Regions from separate parts of the Mus musculus genome. Here regions 2, 3 and 4 are each linked to region 1. A link is a contact called in public HiChIP or PLAC-seq and promoter capture Hi-C data. All regions are on one chromosome and are shown on one strand. Each heading gives the region's core, a stretch centred on a gene start, on an enhancer-like site or on the middle of the called end of the contact. The rest is flanking DNA. Distances are from core to core; before and after follow the strand shown. Region 1 has its middle 22 kb from the start of Ccr5. Region 2 has its middle 17 kb from the start of Gm51701. Region 3 holds the start of Ccr1 (chemokine (C-C motif) receptor 1). Region 4 has its middle 4.2 kb from the start of Ccr1l1.

Region 1 (6,464 bases), core at 2,211-4,710:
TTAGACACCCCTTTCAAACACTGCAGCCTCCTTTTATAAACTAACCTTACTTTCACTGTTTGGAATTAAAGGTATGTACTAAGGTCATGTCTGTATTCCAGACAGGGAGATTAAAGGTGTGTGACATGTCTTCATTCCAGTCAGATCACACAGCTCTAAAAGGAAGGTCTTGGGATGTGATCCCTTGCCAAAGCATCCATGTTGCTGGATTAAAATTCCTCTACAGAAAGAATGTATAACATGTTTTTTTTTTCATCCAGAAGATGGGGAATTAGAAGTGATAATAGCCTGGTGATAATAGAGCTAGGCAATATCAAGCCCCCATGACCAGGAACAGAGGTAGCTAATAGCCCAAATAACCTCTACACTCTCTGTATGATTGAGACATGTAGCCTGTTTCAAGAAACCATCTTTTTGGAAGAAATGGCATGTAGTTTAAATTGAGTTTCAGTGTAATTATTCCTCCTTGTGCACTGGAGATTGCAGTACATGGGGGAACATCTCCCCAAATTGTACTGTGTTTTAATGTGTTGTCAGTAAACCAACTGGCATCAGACTCCAAAAATTTGATCCAACCCAACTTAGTGAAGCTGAACCAAGTTTTCATTCTTACCTCTTTGTGAATGTTTTTTACTGCTGATTATGACATTTTTAAGGACCCCCACAAGGGAGAATTTAAAAAACAATGGAACTGGAATCCATTTCAGAGATATTAGTCTACTATAGTGGAGAGAAAATAGTACAGCAGAGTATCAGGCATCATAGCCAGGAAGCACAAGAATAAGAGCTGCTTTGGTTGGTTTTCTTTTTCTTCCTTTTTATCCCATCTGTGATCCTAACCTGTAGGATGGCACTCTCTACTTTCAGAGCATGTCTTCCCCCTCAGTACTAAAGAGAGTAAGGAGAACTCTAAAGGATGCAGGAATAATATTGTAGATTGCAGCCATTGCCTGTAGGCTGAGGCAGAGAACTCAAAGAAGGTGAAGACAGAAGACATATAAGATGGATTTTGCATGGAACATATAGGGTGAAGAATCCAGTATGAGTGACAGTTTTGAACCTTTTATTGGTGATGGCTTGTGGAGACAGTGGTGGAAGAGTCAGGCTGAAGACAGAGATGTGACTAGTGATTATTAGAGAATATAATAGAGGAATTGTCTCAGATATACAGGCCCCGAATGAAAGCATTAATGGCTCTAAATGTGATAAGAGAAGTTGGAAGATCATGAAGACCTGAATATAGGGAGAGGTTAAAAAGTCAAGCTTGGCTTTCAACTCATGGAAATGAAGAACACTCACTGGCTTTAGAATGTGGGAGGATGACTTCTGTTTTAAAGACAAGTTTAGTTAGAAATCATGAGGGAAATCTAGGCAGTAAGGAAACTGGGTATGAAATACTGGCAGGGAACTAAGAAGATTAACTAAATAGAGATATAAACCTGGCTGTCATGGGCAATGGATGCCACAGGGTGAACAAAATACCTCATACAGAATTTAAAGAAATGCAAGCATCTAAAGAACAAGAAAATTTGCTAGGAGAGTCAAAAGTACTTTAGTACTAGAAGTACATAGAGGCCCGAGATAGAGGACCTGAAAAGAAGAGAAAGTAAAGTGTCAGCAATTGTAAATGCTGTAAAGATTGCCACATTGTGGGGAATTGGGCTATGCACAGACAGGCTGGTCTCCAGTTGAACTGAGGTCTGAACCCCAGTGGTGATAATTCACCTACATGACACGGTAGATGTTCCCTTATGCTCCTGGAACTCTGGCCCCTGTCTGAGTTACTGCGCCCCACAGCCCCCACAAGAGAAGCATGGTCAGTAGTCACGTAGGCAATGACCCAAGCTTCTGACCTTCAGGCTAAACTCCTCCCCAGTTACCTAGCAACAGTAAAGACCATAAAAGGGGCTGTTAGGCCCCCACCTTGCACTCTTACTTCTTACTCTACTTGTCTCTCTTACTTCTTACCCCTCACTCTCACCTTCTCTCCTCTCTGTCTTCTTTTTTCTTCTCCTCTGTCTTCTGCTCTCCTTTCCTCTCTCCTCTCTCTTACTCTCTTTTTCTCTAGCCTTTCCTCTGTCTCTGTCTCTCTGTCTCGTCTCTCTATCTCTCTCTGTCTCTCTCTGTCTCTCTCTGTCTCTCTCTGTCTCTCTCTGTCTCTCTCTCTCTCTCTCTCTCTCTCTCTCTCTCTCTCTCTCTCTCTCTCCCTTCACTCTTTCTCCCTGCCTTTCTGTAATAAAGCTCTAAAACCATAGAATGTCTCTGCTCATCAAGGCCCACTGTACTTGGAGGATGGGACAGGATTTCTCCTAATGAGCAGTTTCTAATCTCCCATTAGAAGGCCTTCCTGTGCTCCAGTCAAGATCCACAGAACTCACTCTCGCAGGTGTTGGGAACCTCTTCCCTCATCCCTCTCTGGTGGCTTTAGCAAAGTAGCTCTGGGGTTCTCAGGTAGGGCTGCCCCTTGGCCACTTCCTGAAGAGTGGGTCAGAGGCTTGAATGCCCACCCAGGGCTGAGTGGAAAGTGTATGGCAGCTCTCCCACACCTGACAAACCAGAGAATAGGTAAAACTCTGGCAGGGTGTGGGTCTTTTCCTTTCCCCTCTTCCCCGGGCCTCTTTTTTGTTCCCAACAGCACATGACATGGGTAGACAACAAAACATCCACAGCCTTGTGATGGTATAAGAATGACAGGCCACTCAGTTCCTGCCTGCATCTTCCTCAGTGATCTGTTGTAAAAGAATGAAAAACAAAACAAAACAGACAAACAAAACCAAAAGACAAAAAAATACATTTTTCTTTACAGAAAAATGCATTTCTCTTTTTTTTTTGTTCCCATGTCTGTTCTCTTCAGAATGTATGAGACCAGCCTGTGGTTTAGAGAGTCTGGTTTCCTTGAGGCGGAGGTGTTTATTAAGAACCATTCCAGACGGTGTAGCTGAATCCTTTGAGAGGACAAGATGAGGGTCATTGACTCTAGGGTAGATAGGAATGGCTCAAATCATATCCTTGAAGACTCTGAAGCCTGTGAAAGTAATGATGTGCAACCCCTCACAAGTCTCAGAAACTGTCCCTGGAGATATCTGGCAGGGAAGAAGCAGAGCTTTCTAAATGTTCAACATGTTTTAGAATCTAAGACATCCATGTAGGCTGTAGCACAGACTGAGACTCTTTTCCTGTACAATTAGAATAAGTCATAATTTAATTTTATTATAAAAACTTTTGTAAAATGAGAATGTATCTAATTTTTTAATTTTAAAATATTGAAACATAAAACATTTTTATTAGAGGTTATCCAAACCCCATCAATCTTGGGTGTCCAAATAGACATCCAAGAAGAGGAAATAGAGTAAGAAAAATGGGGGCTGGGCAGATGTCTCAATCTCTGATCTTTTTGTTCACATTTTGTGGACAGAATAAAAAGCCAACCTAATGGTCTGGTGGAGAAATAGATACTGTGCCCTCACTGGACACATGACTTCCTCTTTCAGGTTGACGTGTCCCTGTGTGGTTTCTATAGTCTTACAAAACTGTGGCTTTATAAATTTTAGTTTTCATTTCTTATTTTTCAGAGTAAATAAAATTTGTAAGAAATCCAGATTGCCTTTTCTAATTATAAAGGATGCTATGAGAGCTGTTCAGGTGCTCTCTTCAGGACCAATACACTTACCACTCCCTTGGTTACTAGGCATGGAGCTACTGAGACCTGGAACTACCTGTCCAGGCTATAATGCTTCATAGTAAGTGGATGAATATGGAAGCTGATGGAAAGGCTTGGTTCAGAACATTCCTTAATGTGGTTGGACATTTACGGACTGTTCAGCTATATAAATAAGGACATAGAGACTCTGGTATATTTTTAAAGCTTAGGGTTTAACTTGGAGCTACCCCCCAGATCCTCTAACTTGACTATTTTTCCCATGTCCCACAATGACCTGTTGTGCCTCTCCGCTCATGTTCGCATCCATCCACCTCCAAATCATCTCCCTAAATTTCTGCTTCTGCTTTTTTCCCCCATTGTCCCTTTCTCTCTAACAGAAGTCCTACCTTCCACTTCATGCCAAGCTATTGGCCCTCAGATTTTTATTAAAACCAATCAGAGAATCCCTTAGGCAAGTGAGGAAGGACAGAGACACACCTTTACGCGGTGCACTCCAACACCTCAAGGCCATCTTATCTCTACTGTCCCTTATAGTATTAGTTGAACACTGGTTGTTACTACATTATGGCTCCTTCTATGCTACCTGATTCCTCATCCTGTCCCATAGGGAAGTCTCTAACTAACAAGCTTTCCATATACATGCTTCACACCCTCTTGGAGCTCTGGATCCCCAGGAATCTAAATGATCTGATTCTTGGTTTTAGTTTTTTACTTTCACTGAAAATTACAGATGTTGACAGGTGTTAAAATGTTACCACTTGGATTCTGTGGCATTTCCCCCCATGCTTCATCTCTATGTTACCAAAAAGTAGTTCTCCAAAACTCACAACACATGAATATTTATTCATGTAAACTTAAAGAACTAACCCGGCAGAAAACAGATTGTTTCCTAAAAGTAGTTTTGGTACTTTCCCCACTAAGGACCATAGACAATTAGAATAGATGCTATTTGAAAGTTTCACCATTGTGTATTTTTTTTAAAAATATTTATTTATTTATTTATTTATTTATTTATTTATTTATTTATTTATTATATGTAAGTACACTGTAGTGTGACTTCAGACACTCCAGAAGAGAGCATCAGATTTTGTTATGGATGATTGTGAGCCACCATGTGGTTGCTGGGATTTGAACTCAGGACCTTTGGAAGAGCAGTCAACTCTCTTAACCACTGAGCCAGCTCACCAGCCCCTGTATATTCTTTATTTTTATAGACATTTTAAATGTTCTATAATGTAGTTAAAATTAGATGACTAGATAATCTATGAAAACATATTTTTAGAGACAGTTATAAGGAATATATTCAATTATAATAAGTCCAGTCTTATTTTTGAATGTGGGTTTAGAACCTTGATACCAGCACTCACCATCTTGGTATTTCTACATTCTGTCACAGAGCTGAATTTAATGTTTATGTGTCAAGCAACATCTATGGGAAAGAAACCCTCCTCCTGGGTTGATACAAGTTGTGTTGAGGGGGGAGTTTTGTAGACTACTAAGTGATCAATAAGGACACTGAGTTATAGCAGGTTAAGTCTATAAGCCTGAAACTGCCTCAAATATATGAATGAGAATCACAAGACAGAGGTTCTGTGGGTATTCTTTATGCCTCTGTATAATCCCATGTGAAATGTCCCCCTGTAAACTCATTGTGTTGAATTATTGGGGCCAGATGGTGATGGTATTTTGGGAAGTGGTGGAAACCTCTTGGGAGAATGGTTTTACTAGACAAAGGAGGTTACTGTAGGTGTGCTTTTTGAAGGTCTTCCCTTCTTCCGTCTCTTTGTGCTTGCTGTCTACCATGAGGTGAATCACATTCTTTGCCACCATGATATCGTGACCAAGTACATAGGGCCAAGCAGACATGAACTGAACATTCCTGTTATATAACATTCCCTTGGAAAAGGTTATAAGGTGTCTGTTTTATCCAAATAGATCAAAGAAAACAGACCAAGAATATGATTCTACTTAAGCATAGCTTGATAAACCACTGAATTAATTGGGATTACTTACAGGAACATGATTAAGAGTTACTTACAAAAACTTGGGTGACTCAAGCAGTCACATCACTGAAAACACCACACCATCATGGGTGTTAAGAGTTACCTAACGAACTTCCTGAACAACTTGCAGGCAGCTCCACCAAAGACTCTCCTCTTTTCCAGAAAATGTATGCTATTTATGCTTCCTCAGGGAAGAAACACCAGTTTCATGGGCTTCTGAATATATGTTTCTTGTGAGTTTCATGATTCTTGTGCCTCTCCCAAATGTTTCAATATGCAGAAAGTAGCAATATCTTTGAAACCATAAACTAAAATAAAGAATTTCTTCATTCTGTTTTATGACTATTTCCTTCATGAAAACCACATGCAAACAACTGTGGTGGGAGGGAAACTCTGACTATCCCAGTTACAAAGAAAAGAGATCTGACTGGTTTCTGTAAGCTGTATAGAAAGCTGCAGTGTTGCAGCTTTTATGAGTCATACAGCTACTTTTGAGTCATCCCTAATTCTTTTAAGTAACTTCTCACCCATATTCCTGTTAGTAACCCCAATTAAAAATGTTGGTTTCTCAAATTGTACATTGATGCAATTTTTACTTTAGTATGTAATAGATCTCTTTTCTGGGGTAAATTTGTGTCATGTCTCCCTAGGTAAATTATCCCAAATAACACTTCAATGTTTTTGAAAAGGTGACTATATGCTTTGTTAAGAAATATATTACCAAGATGCCAGAAAATTTTACTAGAGGCTACCTATTCTGTCAGAAACATTCAGTAGGAAGACATGACGAGGTCTATTTA
Region 2 (6,464 bases), core at 1,100-3,599, 200 kb before region 1:
TAGTCTCTGTGCGTTAGCCCTGTATGTATTAGCCATGTTGTGTCCTTTTAAGCTTGCATATCTACTTCATTTAGGGGTAGTATATCATCAAAATTTTTATCTTCAAAAAGAAATGCAAGGGAGTCTATTCATTGAATTTTTTTGAGTGCCAGATAAGTATTTTTTTCTCTTCCATATTGGACTGATAGCTAGGTAAGACTTCAGATAACATCCTCTTGTAAAAGTGAAGGCTCCCTGGTCATCAAGACTTGGGTACACCTGACAAGTATTTCTCTGTGTAGCCCTGACTATCTATCTGCTATCTATCTACTAACCTATCTACTAATCTATCTACTAATTTATCTATCTACTAATCCATCATCTATCTATCTATCTATCTATCTATCTATCTATCTATCTATCTATCTATCATCTATCTATCTATCTCATCATCTATCTCTTTATCTCTATCTTCATCATCTCTGTCTACTAGAACTTTGTTGGTGTAGTTTCTCACATTCTTAAGAGACAGCATCTTATAGTAAAATCACTGTTCCTCTGCATCTTTCTGATCCCTCTTCTGCAATGATCTCTGAGTCTTAGGGTCAGGAATTGTACTGTAGATGTATCAGTTGATACTGGGCTCCACAACTCTGCATTTTAATTGTTTTTTTTTTTTATTTTCTGTAATGATCTCCTTTTGTTGCAAAAAGAAGTTTCCTTTGTGAGAGGTGAGGACTACACTTGTGTGTAGAAGGACAAATATTTTTAATATTAGGGATTATGCTGGTTTAGTAAGGTTGCAGTTGTAGGTTTTCCTTTGAGATCCATGGCTTCAGCATCCCTGGGTAGTTGGCTAGTTTTTCAGTATCAACTATGACTTCTCTACTGTTATAAAGAGTTATTGGTTATTGTCAACGTGTGTGTGCTAAATTTTCTATTTTTAATGTGTGCTCTCTTTGAATGATATGATGTGATGTGATGTGTTGTGTGTAGGTCAAAGAATAACTGGCAAGAGTCTTTCACCATAGAATTTGAACTTAGGTCATCAGACTTGATGGCTGGGAGGAAACCCTGCTACTAAGGTTGAAGTCTGATGTTACTGGAAAGCCCCGAGCTTGGTGCAAAATGACACTCCCTTTGTCATCAGGGCTTCCTCTTCTCTACCTGGGAGATTCCAGACCCCACATTGACTACCTGAGGAATGTCATGTAATCCTTCACCTGAGACTTCTGGAATGACTCTCCATGTTAACTGAGTCATCTCAGTAGCCTTAGCCTTCAGCCAATGAAATTTGCCCACTTTGGACATTCTCATCCCCTTTCCCTAAAACTATATAACCTTTGGTTCACCCTGAATAAAGTGTAAGTGTATAAGCCCACCCTGAATGAAGGTATATGCACAAGCTAAAATTGTCTCAGAGAGCTGTTTCATTGAAGATCCTCAGAGAAGCCCCCCTACCCTCCACTGATTCCCAGCTGGACTAAGATCCTGCCAATTCCAGACTCCACTTCATCCTTCCAGCCTTGTGTGCAGCAGCATCTGGATACCCTGAGAGGAAGAAAGCAGAGGAAGTGAAGCACAAAGTAAGGTCAAAGTTTATCATGACTGGATGGCTTATCTGAGCTTGGTGAAAAATGGAGAACTTCCTTTACCAGTAGGGCTTCCCCTTCCCTGACTTTGTCTGGGTATCCCCACAGCCTCTACCTTGGGAAGATGAAGTAGTCCCTGGCAGACTTACAAACTCCCCAGCTCCCATAAAAACTTGCCAAGCACATACCTGGGTTTCCTGGAATGCCTCTCCATACAAATGAGGCATTCACAGAACTTTAAACTCTAGCCAGTGATTTTCATTTACCCTAAAAAACTGCCTTCCCACTCTCCAAAGTCCATATATACCCCCTGGTTCACCTCAAATAAGGTGCATGTGTACAAATCTGCCCCGCGTAAAGGTATGCACACAAGCTAAGAGTTGTTTAATTGAAGATTGTCAGAGAAGGCCTTTGTCTAAAAGGCCTGTAACTTTTAAGATCCTAGAACAGCCTCACCCTGTGTCCCACCCCGTCACTCCCAACCAGACTGGGATCCTGTAGAACTCCATCCTTCATTGAAGATCCTCAGAGAAGCTCCCTACCCCCGACTGATGCCCAGCTGGACTAAGATCCTGCCAATTCCAGACTCCACTTCATCCTTCCAGCCTAGTTTGCAGCAGAATATGAACACCCTGAGAGGGAGGAAGTGGAGGATACAAAACCACAGCTGGACCCTGAAACACATACCACTGATGGCAAAGTGCCACACTCTTCAGAATCTGTTCCCTCAGTTTCCTGTCTACATTTTCCATCCTACTTGCTATCTACAGTGTCTGGGGAAAGCAGTTGATGATGCTAGTAATAGTCTAGTTCTGCTTTTGACTGCACTCTGCAAAGCAAGGCATGACGCCTTTTTGGTTCTTGGTTTGGGCTTCTGAAAGAGTGTTGACTTCTTATCCCTCCTCTCCCTTCTCCCCTTCTTTCTCTTTCTTTCATTAAATGTTTTCTTTTGTTGGAGACAAGAGCTCAAGTACAAGTCGCTCAGCTGAGCTTGAGCTAACTATGTAGTTGGGATGATCTGCCTGCCTTTACCTCTGGAGTCCTTTATGACTGACCCTGCCTCCTTAGTATGGCGATTACAGGCCTGTAATACCAAATTTAGTATTTTTTAAAAAAGAATTATATTGTCTTCCATGGTGTTTTTAAATCTTCATTTTTTCAAAGTTTGTTTTATATTAAAGTTTATTTCATGGTAAAATATAAATTGTTAGTTAGTGACAGTCTCTGCTGCTTCTGTGCGTGTGTGTGTGTGGTTTTTTTTTTTTTTTTTGAATCTTGCTCTCCGCTTTGTGTTATTCTTCAAGCATCTGCTGCCAACCTGCCTCTTGCTCTTGGTTGGAGGTTCTGGAACTGTCTATCTTTAGGCATGTTTCCTTGGCTCAGGTCACTCTTGCCTCATAGTCACTTGTGATTTGAAATGAGAAAGGGGATGTTGTTGCCATCCTCTGTGGTTTGCAGAAGCTTACTGAAAATGTTTGCAGTTTTTCTGTTACTGGAAGTAAGTGTTTTACTATAGCCTAGGTATCAAGAAGAGTCTCCAGTAAGGGGATTCTGAGCCCATGAGAAAAGATCCCAAAGCTTGGCTAGTGTGGGTCTCACATATGGCAAAGCATTTCTCATGCTCGAGTGCTTGAGACTACCTGTCCAGAGATGTTGCCAAAGCATACTTGGAACATTCTAGAACCACCTACCTCCTGCCTTTCTGAGCAAGATGGTCCTTAGGACAGCAGTCCTCCATCTTATCTTCTGAAGATCAGTGCCTTGCCTGATCCCAGGTGATTCCTTCTGGTATCTGAATGGTGGTAATTTTCCACAGACCCAGGACACAGACTCATACCTTAATCACTGCTTTTATCTCATTATCATGTGCTAGGGTAAATTTAAAACAGTAAAATTTCCAGTGTACAAATGGAAAGAAAGGCATCTTCCCTTTTCCTTTCTTGGAACATTCCCCTGGGAAGTCAGGAATTCTTCTGTTAGCCCACTGACTTGTCCTTAAATATTCGTAAAAGCTAAGAGGCTTTTTTTGCCATCTGGTATGCTTTCAGGGTTTGGGAGTCATTATCTTTGAAAGGTAAACCCATAAGGAGGTAGGTCCGAATCACCCTGTGACCATGGGAATTTAGCCTAGGTCTCTTGTTCCCGGCTGTCAAAGATGGAAATGATGCTGTGCTGGCTCTGAGCACAGAGGCAAGCATCATGCCTCTGTATTCTTGGAATCTAACAGCCACCTTGTCGACAAGGTCAAATAAGCCTGCAAGATGGTAACTAAGATGTCTATTGCCCCACCAATAGTCAGCCTCACTTAACCTGAGACTAGATGGTGCTTCATGAGTGGGTTCAGCGAAAGACCACAGAACTGCTTGCCCAGTTAAGCTTGGCTCACATGATGAACTTTATAACTGTTAATGATAATAATTAATTGAGCTTTAAACCATTAGCTTTAAGTTGGCTTATTAGGCAATGATTTGAAGCTATGTCTTGTTAAAGAGCACCCTTCCTGTCTTGAGATCATAGAGGGTCATCTATATCCTCACACTTTCACCATTTTGCCTTCATGTTTAAATATATAGTCAATCTGAAATTAATGTGTATTACAAATTCAGACCTAGTAGATATCTGTTAATATTTCCGGTAGTGTTAGATGTGTGAAACATTGTATAATTACCATTAAAATTATTTTTATATAATTAATATAGGAAAGTTGGAGAAATGCAATAAAATAAAATAGAATTTCATCCATTATAAGTCAGCAGGAACCAGTTATAGTGTGAGGTATTTCTGGTCTTTTAGTAAAACAGAAATGAAGCTGTCTGTTTTCCATTTTTATCACTTGGCATTGTATTGTATGAGTTTCTCCACACTTTTTAAACTCTCCAAAAATTTTGATGAATATCCTAGTTCAATATATGAGTATATCATAGCTCATATGTATTGTTGTTAGGCAGTGTTTCTGTCTCCAATGTTCAATATGAATGTTGACAGAACATTTAATATTATTATACAGGTTATATCTCTGACTAGTTCTTTAGAATTATTTCTAGAAGAGATGCTCTTGGTCAAAGGTGTGAGTAAGTTTAAGATATAGAATAAATAGACAGTGTTATTTAGACAATATGCTGAGTTCCTTCCCACTTCTCCCAAGAGCAAGGAGCTATACCACCATCTTTTTTTTTCCTTGATAATATTTATTTATTTGCTTATTGACTGATTGAGAAAGGGTCTTTTGTGCCTTAGCTTGACCTTATATATTTCTGTGTAGAGTTGAGAACACCCCTAAACTTTTGATCATTTTTTCCACCCCCTGAATGCTGAGATAATAAACTTATGCTACTGTACACCAGTTTGTGTTGGTTTTTCATGTTAGGCAAGTGCACTATCAATTGAGCTACTTGTTCCACACCCCTAACTTAGACACTTTTACTGAAATAAGTGAATAATCCAATTTTAGCTGATTTCACTGGATCAGCACAAGATTGCATGCAGATGAGAGTACAGCTAAGAGTAAGAAGAAAGTTCTGGCCAGGTGCACACCTTTAATCCCAGAACATAGGAGTCAGAGGCAGGCAGATCTTAGAGTTAAACCTGGTCTACAGAGTGAGTTCCAGGACAGCCAAGGATACATAGATAAACATTGTCTCAAAAACAAAACAGAAAGAAGGAGAACAAGGAGGAGGAGGAAGAGGAGGGTGAGGAGGAAGAGGAAGAGGAGAAGGAGAAGGAGGAGGAGGGTGAGGAGGAGGAGGAGAAGAAGAAGGAGAAGGAGGAGGAGAAGAAGAAGAAGAAGAAGAAGAAGAAGAAGAGGAAGAGGAAGAGGAGGAGGAGGAGGAGTCCACAACTTTTTATTAACATAGAATCATCCATCTTTTTTATTAAGTATATTTTGACAAAAAATTATCAAGTTAAAAAGGCCATTCTTGCCCTTGGCAAAACAGTGCTACACAAAACAAACTCAGAGTTAGGCAGAGAAGTTGAGAACATCGGAGCTCTGACTGTGGTGATACTCAGAGTAAAAGAATATTCTGGAGCATTTGCCTTTGCTTGGGGGAGACCAGAGATGCCCACATGTCTCTCAGCCCAACTCTCAGTGTTTGACATTAATTACTCTGGGAGCTGGGAACACAAAAAGACCAACCTAGGGAAAATGGCAAATCAGAGAACCCAGGGCTCTTACAGAGCACTCTTGAGAACACAAGTGGGATGATCCTGTGGCCTGGGGTTTCAGAGACACTCCCAACCCTGTCCAGGGTATGTTTAGTAAGAAGGCCTGGCCAGGCATAGAGAAACTGTGTTCTAGTTGACTGTAGAACAGTCCACTTGCAAAATATATGGTTTGGAGCAACATGAAGGAATCTGAGAAAGAATTTGTAAGCAAGAACCCTGGTAGGAAAGGCCAAATCGTGAAAGGGTTTGCATGGAGTTCATATCCATTACATGAACCCAGGTGTTGCCACTTTTCTGGTCTTATTTTCCACACATCCTCACAGCCAATCCCTCCTCTATCCACACTGGTCTCCTTGCTGTTCTTCAAGTGTCTTTCCACCTTAGGACCTTTGTACTAGTCCTTCTCCCTAATCACATTGCCCTCCCCCCAGGCAAATGCATGGCCTTGTTTTTCTTTTTCTCGGGTCTCTGACTGATTTGCAGGGTTCTCTGCATGGCTGGTATTTCTAGGTTATTACATTTTGTTCAAACAATTGAAAACATAGTGCAAGTGATTTTATTCAGAAACAAAGTACAGAGTCCATACAGTGCAAGGAAGCAATTGTGTCTAAGGAAGCATCCAGCTCAAGAGTGCTTGGTTATTACTTGGGTTTTTCTTCTGAAGGTCTAGGAGAAAGAAGAGTTCATTGCTAAGGATTGGGTGTGAGTGATTTTCTGTTTAAACTGACA
Region 3 (6,464 bases), core at 2,636-5,135, 180 kb before region 1:
TTTTCACACTGTTCTAAATAAAGATTTCATATCAACTCCAAACAGCCGAGTTTGGACTTAATTTTCAACACCTATTAAATGGGCAAATTGTTCCTATTTAGAAGTGATGAAACAGAGGTACAAATTACCACAGGATACTGCATTGTGGCGCAAGACCTTAGAAGCGATGGCACAGAGCTAAAGATTGCCTAAGGTTACAAAAATGTGGCACAAGACATACAATGAGAGCTGAAGTAGAAATCTATGAGTGTGTTGTTCCATCCCAGCTCTGAAATGATAGGACTCTTCTGCCTCTAATCACAGCACTTGGCTGTGCCACTGTTGTCTCCATAAATGCTCTGGGGAGGAGGGCAGTTGTGGATAAGAATAAAAAGTTCATAGCTATGGAAGGTTATTATTTTTTCTGTTTTTCAAGAGTCTACAAGATTGTACTTTAAGTTGTAATGAAACAATGCATGCTAGTTAATGTAAAAATCATGGTGCTCCAAGATCACTATTCCTGATCAAGAAAATTCCTAGTAGGACAACTATAGCTATAGGTTGAGACACAAGGTACCACGTTGGTTGTTTGGTTTAGGCTGATCCCTATCACATGGCCTTTATATGGAACAGATAGATTTACAGTTAACTCAACTGCCCTAGTAAGCACCATGAGACAGCTAGGAGGAGGACATGACCTGGAGACAGAAATGGAAAATGGGCTCAGGGAGTAAGAGACGCCTGTATCCAACAGGAGACAGCACACAGGAGCTAGATAAAAACTGAGACTCTGCTGAAATGGGCTCTAAGTTACTGTTTATTATTATTATTATTATTATTATTGTTATTATTATTATTATATTATCATCTTAAATCAGGATTGCCTTGAGATAAACAAAAGGTCAATAGATAGCTTGCCATTGTAGGACTACTTTCACACCATGTATGTTTGTACATGAATTATTTCCAGTTAACTTTTTGAAGAATCCCTCAAGAGGGGAAATATGAGCTTTGTTGTAACATAATAGCAGTGTGACCTTAGATAATCAATCTGCTTTTTTAGTCTAAGTTCCCCATCTGGAACAGGGGAGATTAATGAATGCTTACCTTGAAAAGATGCTATGAAGCAATGTGAAAAATAACCCTCTACCCACAGACAGTGACTATCAGAGACCCGGCTGTCACACAGTGGTCCTGTTCTAACACCTGCCATTAGCAGAAGTTCTGACCACAATGTCTGTATTCCTTCTTTCCTTACTGGGTTTCTTCATAGGTAACATAGAAAGTGATTTTTCTTGATTGTCAATGACAGTTCTTCCATGTGAATCATGCTATAAAATCTCTAGAAAGCTTGTCTCACAGAAATGGAAAGTCAAGTAGTGGTTACAGACAGAGTCTTGAATAGAGTTTGGAAGAAGGGTGGAGAGAGTTTGGAAGGAGAGAGGACAATAAACAGGACAGGGCTGAAACTGGACAGCATGACTCTTCTCATGCTCTATAGCACAGCAAGGTGACTATGGTTGATAAGATATATTTGAATATTTCCAAACAGCTAAGGCAGATTTCTGAGGTACCCAGGGTTGACTTCCCATTACTCTGCCCTTGTACTGAAATGTCCCCTGCATATCTTTAAATATGCAGAAGTGGCACATGTGAAATAAAACCTAATTGTAAAATAAAGGAAAATGTTCAGTATGTTGCTATTGATCAGAGTTGTAGTATTTGACTCAAATACCTTTCAGCTAATTATGCTGCACCTGCACCATCAATCTGTGATCACCCTGGGCTTCTGTGCTATCCCTTCTGGGCTCTTTAGTAAATGTTTCCTGATTACAAAGACTGTTCTGGAGCAGTGGTCTTTGAACATTAAGGCACATTGGAAAAGGAGGAAATATTCTGCTGAAGTGTCAAGAGGGGTCCCTTCATTTCCTATCAGCTCTGTTCCTGTGTTTACTCCTCCATGTCTTCCCTGTCAGCTCTCACTGGGGAAACTTGGGTGGCAGTCAGGAATGATTGAGGCAGAGATTTCTACTTCCTGCTGTTCATGCTAGTGCTGAAGAAGGCAGACATTCAGCTTGGCACCCAGGATTCCTAGATAGCTGACAGCTCTAGTACAGAGTCAACTGAAGTTGGGGAGCAATATCATGTGGGGCAAGGTGATCCTCAGGAGCCCAGTTCCTGTGGAACTCTAGCCAAAGTGAAGTCAGGCTGAGTTCAGCACTGTCAGGTGCTGTGTTCCACAGCCACCTGCCTACTGAGAAACCTCAGCGCTATCTGTTCTCTCTAAACTTTCAGGTTGTAGCAGTTGCGGGGCACACCGCTGCTAAGGAGACATGACCTGGGCTGTGATTGGAGGAGAAAGCAAAGGCCCATTTTGCCATTGACCTTCCCAGGCCTGTGAATAGTTTCTTGTAGAAGTCTGCCCCAGGTGCCTTGCACAGTGCTCATGTAGATCCCCATAGCCTGGACTCTACTAGTGTCCTGTAGCCTGCTCATTTGTGAAGTGTCTGGGAAGAGATGATAAGAAGTATCCAGGCCCAAGGGGAAGCCAGATGATTATTGTGGCTCAAAGAGTCAGTTGTGTGCATCTGTTCACTCTGCACACATGTCAACTTGCAAGTTTCTACCATAGATATCAACAAATAGTACCAACCATGGTTTTCGTTTTTAGGGAGAGGCCAGTATTGTTCACTTTCTAGCATTTTACTACTTAGGCCTTCCTCACTGAATAACCCAGTCCTGTCTCTCATGCATCCTAATGCAAGGCCATTGCTACATAATTCCTTCAGTATCCTAGAGCTTCTTGCTATTTGTTGTACAGAGGCAAACTGTCTATGAAAATCTAAGGGTTTCTTGTTCTTTGAAAATTTATAGTTGTCCCTTCTCTCTCCAACTCATGAAATTAAAGCAAAATAGGTATTTGTTAGTGTCAGTCCTACACATCTCTTTTCATCATAAAACCAACATACACCATGTTAGAATACAACAATTGCAGTCTAAAATTCCATCTACTTGCTACTTCTTGAGGGTGAATTTTCTCCTTCTCCAAGACAGTAGTCCCATTTTTGTAATTTTAGTTTTACTCTTAAGAAATTGGTTCAGAATTTTGTCACTCTTGCATTTGCAATGATTTTTCTTACTAACATATAGTCTCTTGTTACCATTTCTTTATATGTTGCATTTTGTTGCTATTTGGCGAAGTTTCATAAAGACAACTATAAAAATAACTTTCCACGAAGGCATTTCTTGTCTCTTTATGCTGGTTTACTCTCTTAATTAATCATCGATAACAAATTCCTCAATATCACTGAGCATCCAGCCTTAATAATACGTCCAGCATTGTCATCATTTCCCAAGTATTAACTGCTTTACAGATGCAACAATGGGCTACATAGGCTCCATCTGGTTCTCAAAGCATTATCCAATGTTGAAGATCCCAGAACTGCACTCATAACTTAAGATTGCCTTTCACAGTACCTGGCGGCATAGAAATGACAAACATCACTTACTGTGTTTCCAGAGTATTTTGTCCACACAGACTTTGTTTCTGGGCCTTTGAGGATCTTTATGAATTCAAGGTTCAAGGTCCCAACCTAGTAGGAAGTTCTTGGCTTCCTGTATGATGATGGAGATTAGACTCTGGTTTTATAGTCTTTCAGAATGACAAGAATGGTGTAAAGTTCTTCTTTTTTATGGTTGGCTGCCTATGAAGCACTACAGTGCTCACCAGTGGCCAATTCCTGGGGTCCAAGTTCACTAAAGTGTTCTGTCTTTCCTCTCTGCTCCAGTTCCAGTAAAGTTCCAGTCTTCTCAGAGGTAGCTCTGCCCTACAAGAATTGTGTAGGGAGGGGTTGGATGGAGTTGAGTTGAACTCTGTGTGTGACAATGAGCTGTTCCTAGGACTCATGGAGCAATTGATGTGTGTGGGCGTGTAAATGTAGGGCTAGTCATAGAGTTCTTGTGGTCAGTGAGGAGCCTCCCCCTTCTAAAGATTGCAAATGGAAAGGTCTAAACCAGAACTCATATCCTGTTCCTCAAAATCATCTGGCTAATGAATGAGGACCTCCAGAGGCATCCCCTCTCTTTGGAGATCTATATCTAAGTTATTTCTATTTGTACTCTAACTGCTCCACATACCTTTCTTCTGCTCCCAAATCCTTTCCCCACCAACCCTCAAGGAATGTTTTTCTCTCATGATATCTGGCACGAGAGAGCACAATACAGGCTGTTTTCCCTTGTTTTTCTGATATGAATGGTGTGTATGCTTTTAATAATCAGCATTAAACAGGCAGAGGCAGGAGGATTTCTGTGAGCTCCAGGACAGCCTGGTCTTCCTAGTGAGTTCCAGGACAGTCAGGACTACATAGTAACCCTTGTCTCAAAAACAAGAAGAAGAACAACAACAACAAAAAACAAATAAAGAAATCATACAAAAAAACCCCATCGACTATTTTCAGGGTAATATGGCTGTAGATTCCCCTTTCCTTCTTGATACTTTTGGTTTATGTATGCACTGGCCAGACATGGTCACATGAGTGCAGAGCCCAACACCTTTCTACACCTCTTTGAGTCTTGGGTCTAATACTGTCCACTTTGGCTAATGGCAGGTGCATGAGGTAGAAGAGAATATGAAGAATATCAGAGGGTCTGGCTCAATAAAAAAGAAGCCAGAAATACATATTGGGAAAAAGACAGCATCTTCAACAAATGATTCTAGTCAAACTGAATGACTGCATGTAGAAAACTGCAAATAGATCCATACTTATCACCCTGTATAAAACTCAACTTCAAATATTTCTAAGACCTCAACATCAGGCCAGATACACTGTGATAGAAATGTGGGAAATAGGTTGAACTCACTGGCACAGGAAAAAACTTTCTGAACAGAAGGTGATAGCACAGGTACTAAGAACAACATGCTGCTGAGTATGTGAGTAAGGGGAACTCTCATCCATTGCTGGTGGAAGGGCAAAAACTTGTACAACCACAGTGAAAATCAGTGTGGTGGTTTCTCAGGAAGCTGGGAATCAGTCTATCTCAAGATTCAACTATTCCACTCTCGGGCATATATCTAAAGAACTCTTCATCATATTATAGAGACACTTGCTCAACCATGTTCATTACTGCTCTATTCATAATAGTCAGAAATAGAAACAACTTAGATGTTCATCAACAAATAAATGGATAAGGAAATGTGATAAATTTACACAATAGAATATTGTACAAATCAGCCATTAAAAATGAAAATTTCAGACAGAAGGAGCTAGAAAAAAATCAGCCTGAGTGAGGTAACACAGGCACACAAAGACAAATATAGTAGGTATTCAGGTAGATGAGAATTTAGCTGTTAAATCATTGATAATCAGGCTATAATCCATATAACCAAAGAGGTTTGTATAGAGTAAGGGAGTATGGGAAAGGGATGGATTACTCTAGGAAGGGGAAATATAATGGACAGGTATGGATGGATGAGGGCTGGGCTGGAATAGGAGGATCAAATGTGGAGGGGGGAGGGAAGAGGGAATTGAGGAGTGATATGGGGATGGACATCAACAGCTAAGGGTTATTTGGGAGGCCATATGGAAACCTAATATAGTAGAATTTCCCCAAAATATATACACATATTAAGTTGATCTAAATAAAATTGCCAAATAACGGGAAGACAGAATCCCAGATGTACATCTCTTATCACCAAATGAAGCTTCCAGTACCTGGAAAGGTTTACATATAATTGAGTTGTTGACTAAAGGGGTCTCATGGAAACTCCCAAATAGCCCAGTCTATTCCCAAGGTTATTGGCTGCTCTCTACCAACTGTCAGGAAGACTCTATTTCTCAAGACCACACCTACACAACTCATTGAATATGGCTGGAGTCTACCTAAATGGACTATCTCAATGGACTGATACACCACAATGTTCATAATACTGGAAGGTACCCTGCAAGGTAAAAAACAACATGCTACAAACCTTTCGATTTGCAATGGTGATGTGCCTGCAAGATCAATGGTGGTTGATTACTTGTGGGAGTACCCAACCAAGATGTGGTTTAATTTAAGGCTTACTCCACAACCCATACCTGACTTTGCTCTGGTGGTTAAGAACCTGAAACTAAATAGGCCCAGGATCTAGGGGAAAACAAAATACTAATGTTTTGCCAAAGTAGTGGTTCTCAACCTGTGAGCGCTTTGGGTTTGAATGACCCTTTGACAGGGGATGCATATTAGATATCCTGTATATCCAGTATTTACATTGCAATTCACAAAAGTAGCAAAATTACAGTTATGAAATAGCAATGAAATAATTTTGTGGGCTAGGGGGTCACCACAACATAAGGAATTGTATTAAAAAGTAACAGCATTAGAAAATGGAGAACCACTATGCTAAGGGAACATAGCAAAGTGACTTCTATTGACATTTTGCTATACTTATAGATCTGTACTCAGCAATCTTCAGAGAAACTCCCTCTTGCACCAGATGGGAATAG
Region 4 (6,464 bases), core at 2,961-5,460, 150 kb before region 1:
ACAGCAATGGCTTGTGCTGTAAGATCGAGAATCGATAAATGGGACCTAATGAAACTCCAAAGTTTCTGCAAGGCAAAAGACACCGTCAATAAGACAAAAAGGCCACCAACAGATTGGGAAAGGATCTTTACCTATCCTAAATCAGATAGGGGACTAATATCCAACATATATAAAGAACTCAAGAAGGTGGACTCCAGAAAACCAAATAACCCCATTAAAAAATGGGGCTCAGAACTGAACAGAGAATTCTCACCTGAGGAATACCGAATGGCTGAGAAGCACCTGAAAAAATGTTCAACATCCTTAATCATCAGGGAAATGCAAATCAAAACAACCCTGAGATTCCACCTCACACCAGTCAGAATGGCTAAGATCAAAAATTCAGGTGACAGCAGATGCTGGCGTGGATGTGGAGAAAGATGAACACTCCTCCATTGTTGGTGGGATTGCAAGCTTGCACAACCACTCTGGAAATCAGTCTGGCGGTTCCTCAGAAAATTGGACATAGTACTACCGGAGGATCCAGCAATACCTCTCCTGGGCATATATCCAGAAGATGCCCCAACTGGTAAGAAGGACACATGCTCCACTATGTTCATAGCAGCCTTATTTATAATAGCCAGAAGCTGGAAAGAACCCAGATGCTCCTCAACAGAGGAATGGATACAGAAAATGTGGTGCATCTACACAATGGAGTACTACTCAGCTATTAAAAAGAATGAATTTATGAAATTCTTAGCCAAATGGATAGACCTGGAGGGCATCATCCTGAGTGAGGTAACCCAATCACAAAAGAACTCACACAATATGTACTCACTGATAAGTGGATATTAGTCCAAAACCTACGATACCCAAGATATAAGATACAATTTCCTAAACACATGAAACTCAAGAAAAATGAAGACTGAAGTGTGGACACTATGCCCCTCCTTAGAATTGGGAACAAAACACCCATGGAAGGAGTTACAAAGTTTGGAGCTGAAACGAAAGGATGGACCATGTAGAGACTGCCTTATCCAGGGATATACCCCATAATAAGCTTCCAAACGCTGACACCATTGCATACACTAGCAAGATTTTATTGAAAGGACCCAGATGTAGCTGTCTCTTGTGAGACTATGCCGGGGCCTAGCAAACACAGAAGTGGATGCTCACAGTCAGCTAATGGATGGATCACAGGGCCCCCAATGGAGGAGCTAGAGAAAGTAGCCAAGGAGCTAAAGGGATCTGCAACCCTATAGGTGGAACAACATTATGAACTAACCAGTACCCCGGAGCTCTTGACTCTAGCTGCATATGTATCAAAAGATGGCCTAGTCGGCCATCACTGGAAAGAGAGGCCCATTGGACACTCAAACTTTATATGCCCCGGTACAGGGCCAAAAAGTGGGAGTGGGTGGGTAGGGGAGTGGGGGTGGGTGGGTATGGGGGACTTTTGGTATAGCATTGGAAATGTAAATGAGCTAAATACCTAATAAAAAACGGAAAAGAAAAAAAAAAGAATCTCACTAAGTGCTTTGTTTTATGCTAGACATTGAGAACCTCATCAGACTTTTGCTCTTGAGTGATGCCAGTCAGAAACACAGACTGTCCTATAGGCTACTGAATGGAAGTTTGCACTTTCACCTGATTCCCTGTGGACTGGTCTACACACTGCTGTGCGAATGTATCATGGTCTAGTGAGACATAAGTCTGCATAGAGTTCAAGAGTCACCTAGGAGAGATGGCTGGAGTCAAAAATCACATTGTAAAGATGTATTTGCTCAGGGTCTAGTAAGACATGCTGGGGTCAGTCAGATGATCTGGGGGTAGGAGATGGCCACAGACTCTGAATAGGGTATCAGGTATAGCCAAGTATGAGTGTTTATTAATAATTTATTATTGGGTGGGATACCTAAGGATGGGCCCACTATGCTGTCCAGATAGATAGCCACTTCTAGGGCCTATTCTGAGAATTACTAGGGGCCACTGGAGTCCTGGAGTCAGTTCTGACTCCTGAGTAGTGTGTGTGTGTGTGTGGGGGGGGGGGGCGGGGGTTCATGCATGCAGGAAATGGCACGCCTCCCTTTTGCTGGCGAAAGTGGAACTAAAGTTTCCTGCCTCAGGGGATATTTGATTATATCTATGATGCAGTGGGTATATACTTTGTTCCAAAAATTATATTTATAGGAATTTATCTCCTTTTGTTTGTTTGTTTCTCAAGACAGGCTTTCCCTGTGTAACACCCTGGCTGTCCTGCAAGTTACTCAGCAGATCAGGTTAGACTCAAGCTCACAGAGATCTGTGTGCCTCTGCCTGTGCTGGAATCAAATGCTTGTACCACAACCACCTAGCTTCTAGGGATCTAGCTTACAAATTACAGGTTATAAGGAAGTGATGTTTGCTGGCAGTGTGTAAGCGTTGGGTAATTTTACTGGAAACACTATACAACCTTATATCCAGACGCAAAATAAAATAAAAGGCTAGAAGAGTATACAAACACAGTGGGATTCTTCAGTGGGTTTCTGTGTATGTTCCCTCCTTGAGGTATTTCTGGTATCTCTGGAAGAAAAGTCAGTAAACTGCTAATACTTATGGTTTTTGATGAGTAGAATCTAGTACCTGGGAAAGAGAGAGATAAATAATTATTATTTTGTACTATTTGCTTCTGGAAACAAGTTAACTATTACCTAACTCCAGTTCTTAAAATGTGTTCAAAGGATCCTTGGGGGTTCTCAAAACCAAAGCACCCCAGTTTCCTTCCTATTCCAATTATGCATCTGTATAAAATTAGTTTTTATTCATGAACTTCAGCCAAATCAACATCATAAGAGATCTACTGGAGAAGCAGCAGTGAGAAGCCAGTTGACTTCTACTGTGCCAAGCAGTGTAGAATTTGCAAAAATGCAATTTCTAATTTGCAATGCCATTCTGTTCACTAAAAGTCTTTTATTTTGTGAAATATAATTATTGTCACTTCTGTTACATGTAAGTTTTTGTATTATTTTAAGAGAATTAATATTTTTTCTGACCCTCATTTTTCTCATCTATGACTATTAACAAAATAACCCACAGGCTGGAGATATGGCTCAGCAGTTAAGAGCACTTGTTCTTGCAGAGGACCCAGCGTTAATTCCCCACACCCATATGGTGGCTCATAACTGCCTGTAACTTTACTTTCAAGCTTCTGTGGACTGTTGCATGCATGTGAGCCACAAAATCTCATGTATATGCTCATAATACACATAAAAATAAATTAATAAATTAAAGAAAATAACTCGTATAAAGCACTTAGCATGCACTTTAAATAAAACCCAAATCTAAATCTTGAGGTACCTTTGTCAGTCTTTGGTGGTATTAAGTTGACAGTTTGATATTGGCCAAAGAGTGTACCAAGGTGGCTGGAAGTAAATAAATGGTATTGAGGAGATGACTTAGTGGGTAAGAGCACCTAGATTCTCTGAAACAAGAGGATTTCTGGCTGTTATCCTTGCTTCAGGTTAAATGAGAGAACCAGACTCAAGAGAATAGGCAGAGAGTGAAAAAGCAAGATACCCACATCATTATCTGACCTCTGTGTACACAAGTGCCTTTACTTTCTCTCTCTCTCTCTCTCTCTCTCTCTCTCTCTCTCTCTCTCTCTCTCTCTCTCTCTCTCTCTCTGTTCTTTCTTTTTTGGCCCTCCTAGAGAAAGCCAGTCTTACACTGATTGCAGTACACTCCTACAGAATTCCTCCAGGTACTGCCTATGCCTATGACTAACTCAAGAGTTCTTACAGATGCCAGCCATATGGCTGTGGGTAGTTTTCTTTATCACTTTCTTGAGTCTCATTTTTCCTACAGGGACCATGATAGTTCCTCCTTAGATTTGTTGGGGAAATTAAATGTAGTTTAATACATATGCCTTGCACATAAAGGTGTTCACTGAATGGGAGTTATGCATCTGTTTGTTTCCTCACCCAAAGCCTCAGTGAAACCTGTAAGTATCTGATAAGTGCCTTCTATGTGAAAGCAGCCAAGAAATTCGCATGCTGAAAAGAGGAAGGAGAGAGTATCTCAAGGAAGTGCTCTAGAAATATCTCCTCTTTTTCAGTTCAAGTTAACACTTTGTGGTGCTTCATGCCAAGCTTTAAAACTCTTGATTCTATACTGATCCTTGTACTAGCTAATATGCCATACTTTGGTATATCATGTCATCTGCATTATGTCTTTCTTTCCCAATGTATTATAAACTTCTTTCCATTTGGGCCTATTCCTAATCCTTTATCATGCATTTTCTATAATTCCCAGCATGGAGCAGAATGTATGTATGAAAAAGAGAGAAAGGATGAATGTGTAGGTGAGACAGAGAAAGACAGGGAGAGGCAGAGGGGGAGGGAGAGGGAGGAGAGGGAGAGGGAGAGGGAGGAGAGGGAGGAGAGGGAGGAGAGGGAGGAGAGGGAGGAGAGGGAGGAGAGGGAGGAGAGGGAGGAGAGGGAGGAGAGGGAGGAGAGGGAGGAGAGGGAGGAGAGGGAGGAGAGGGAGGAGAGGGAGGAGAGGGAGGAGAGGGAGGAGAGGGAGGAGAGGGAGAGGGAGAGGGAGAGGGAGAGGGAGAGGGAGAGGGAGAGGGAGAGGGAGAGAGAAGGAGAGGGAGAGGGAGAGGGAGAGGGAGAGGGAGAGAAACTGTAGGAGGAGGAGGGCAGGAACTGAAGTTGATACCTAGAAGGAATGGTGCTTACTAGCTTATTCCCCATGGCTTACTTAGCCTGTTTTCTTATACAACCCAAGATAATCTGCCCAGAGGTAGTATTGTGCACAGTGAGTTGGGCCCTCCCACATCCATTATTAAGACAATACTCCACAGATTGGTCTTCAAGTCAAACTTTTGGAGGTATTGTTTTTTGGTGTTTTTTTGTTTTTTTTTTGTTTTTAATTAAGATTCTCTTTTCTCAGATATGTCTAGGTTTCTGTTAACAAAATTAACCAGCACAAAAACATTCTTCTGAGAAAGAAAGGATACTTTAATCCTTTTATACACTTGGCTGGTTGGCCAGGGCAATGTGCTGAGCCTGAGGCACAGGCAGATGGTGGATGACTTGAGTAAGGTTCAGACCCTTAACAGTAGAGGTATTTTCAAATAAAATCACATTATGTTCTGTGAATTTTGATGTGAGCAAACAGCTGATACCCAGATTGGGCTCTGAAGATGGACCAAAGAAATTATTCTGTTTCCATTCTACTCTAGAGGACCAGAGAGTTGACTGGGTTACTGACTTACAGGAGCGTGGGTAGCTCTTAGGAAGCCACACATCAAAATCCTTTCTTAGCATGGGTGATAACTCACAAAACTTTCTTCCTAGAGTTTTCTTCACACTTAGCCAACAGGCTGGTCAGAGAGTGTTTTCTTCCCAGAAATTGTCACCATGTACTTAAGCCTGAGGAGGGCCCAGTGAAGCGTTTAACTTTTGAGAGATTCCTGAGATTGTAAGTTTTATTTTCTCTCTAAGTTTTATGAACCTCTCTCAAGGAAAGTGTTTCAGTTTGGAGGAAATAGCTAAACAACAGATCAGCACCAGGTTAGATGGGATTAGGAGTATCAAGGACTGGTGTGTCTATGGCCAGGAATAGGTCAAAGATATCTTTTCTGACAAAAGATTTATATAGAAAATATACTAAATCTTCTACAAGACAGTAAAGAAATCTTCAGATACTGTAAAGTTTTTTAATAAGCAAAAGTTTTGATTAGGTTCTACATAAAATTGTATATTCAGGGCTGGTGAGATGGCTCAGTGGGTAAGAGCACCCGACTGCTCTTCCGAAGGTCTGAAGTTCAAATCCCAGCAACCACATGGTGGCTCACAACCACCCGTAATGAGATCTGATGCCCTCTTCTGGTGTGTCTGAAGATAGCTACAGTGTACTTACATATAATAAATAAATAAATAAATAAATAAATCTTTTAAAAAAATTGTATATTCAAATAACCAATGTGTATATGAATAGTACTCAAAATATCATTAGTCATCCAAGAAATACAAAATTAAAATTACATTGAGAAGGTAGTGTGTACCCTGAGAAAGCCCAAGATAGGCTCAAAAATATTTTAATAACTTTATTTACAAAGTCTTGAACTAATGTGCAAAACTAATAATAAAACCACACAAAAGCAAACCCTTATAGTAGACAATATGAAGTGCTGATAAATTTTTGGAGCAACCAGAACTCTTACACATTGTTGGTACATGTATAAATTGATAGAACTACTTAGATAATTGCAAAGCTAAATACATGCCATTTCCATGACCAGGAAAATCTACTCAAGGTAAACAGATGCATACAAACCCAAGATAGGCTCAAAAATATTTTAATAACTTTATTTACAAAGTCTTGAACTAGAAATGTCAAATTCCTATTGCTGTGGCTTGGATATGATTCAGATGTGCCTCTCTTCCATAGTTCTACTTGCTGAAATATAATCTTTATTGTGAGGAATTACTAGAGTAGTA

The links. Promoter capture Hi-C pulls out the DNA fragments that hold promoters and counts their contacts. HiChIP or PLAC-seq counts read pairs in DNA pulled down with a chosen protein or histone mark.
Region 2: an H3K27ac HiChIP or PLAC-seq map of microglia shows a contact between it and region 1, with 8 times the contacts expected there. The contact joins two enhancer-like sites. A contact is called at or near these places in 1 of 39 promoter capture datasets (liver), 1 of 15 datasets of contacts at CTCF or cohesin (CD8 T cells), 6 of 484 Hi-C or Micro-C datasets (the AML12 cell line, ECoMG myeloid progenitors, the STO cell line and 3 more) and 7 of 115 datasets of contacts at active chromatin or transcription factors (CD8 T cells, the HPC-7 cell line, embryonic stem cells and 2 more).
Region 3: a promoter capture Hi-C map of macrophages shows a contact between it and region 1, with 7 read pairs. The contact joins the promoter of Ccr1 here to the enhancer-like site in region 1. A contact is called at or near these places in 9 of 39 promoter capture datasets (the C10 cell line, the HPC-7 cell line, HPC-7-derived erythroid cells and 6 more), 1 of 15 datasets of contacts at CTCF or cohesin (CD8 T cells), 10 of 484 Hi-C or Micro-C datasets (CD8 central memory T cells, LSK cells, bone marrow-derived macrophages and 7 more), 7 of 115 datasets of contacts at active chromatin or transcription factors (CD8 T cells, the HPC-7 cell line, acute myeloid leukemia and 4 more) and 6 of 9 other capture datasets (adipose tissue, bone marrow-derived macrophages, embryonic stem cells and 3 more).
Region 4: a contact with region 1 is called in an H3K27ac HiChIP or PLAC-seq map of the HPC-7 cell line, with 10 times the contacts expected there. The contact joins two enhancer-like sites. A contact is called at or near these places in 2 of 39 promoter capture datasets (the C10 cell line and HPC-7-derived erythroid cells), 1 of 15 datasets of contacts at CTCF or cohesin (CD8 T cells), 8 of 484 Hi-C or Micro-C datasets (CD8 central memory T cells, LSK cells, bone marrow-derived macrophages and 5 more), 6 of 115 datasets of contacts at active chromatin or transcription factors (the 230-238 cell line, CD8 T cells, the HPC-7 cell line and 3 more) and 1 of 9 other capture datasets (bone marrow-derived macrophages).

Annotation. Positions count from the first base shown.
Region 1 is chr9:124,140,396-124,146,859 of GRCm38.p6, forward strand. No RefSeq gene overlaps it. Among named protein-coding and RNA genes, the nearest start is that of Ccr5, 22 kb to the left of the region's middle. Within about 2 kb of position 3,461, at least 67 of the 459 cell types and tissues checked have an H3K27ac peak or open chromatin away from gene starts, as enhancers often do. A contact at or near this core is called in CD8 T cells, the HPC-7 cell line, acute myeloid leukemia and 5 more, where this site is marked.
Region 2 is chr9:123,939,227-123,945,690 of GRCm38.p6, forward strand. No RefSeq gene overlaps it. Among named protein-coding and RNA genes, the nearest start is that of Gm51701, 17 kb to the left of the region's middle. Within about 2 kb of position 2,350, at least 117 of the 459 cell types and tissues checked have an H3K27ac peak or open chromatin away from gene starts, as enhancers often do. A contact at or near this core is called in CD8 T cells, the HPC-7 cell line, bone marrow-derived macrophages and 1 more, where this site is marked.
Region 3 is chr9:123,964,807-123,971,270 of GRCm38.p6, forward strand. Ccr1 (chemokine (C-C motif) receptor 1) reads right to left here and starts at 3,886. Exons shown (of 2, transcript NM_009912.4): 1 at 3,489-3,886.
Region 4 is chr9:123,987,726-123,994,189 of GRCm38.p6, forward strand. No RefSeq gene overlaps it. Among named protein-coding and RNA genes, the nearest start is that of Ccr1l1, 4.2 kb to the left of the region's middle. Within about 2 kb of position 4,211, at least 33 of the 459 cell types and tissues checked have an H3K27ac peak or open chromatin away from gene starts, as enhancers often do. A contact at or near this core is called in the HPC-7 cell line, bone marrow-derived macrophages and microglia, where this site is marked.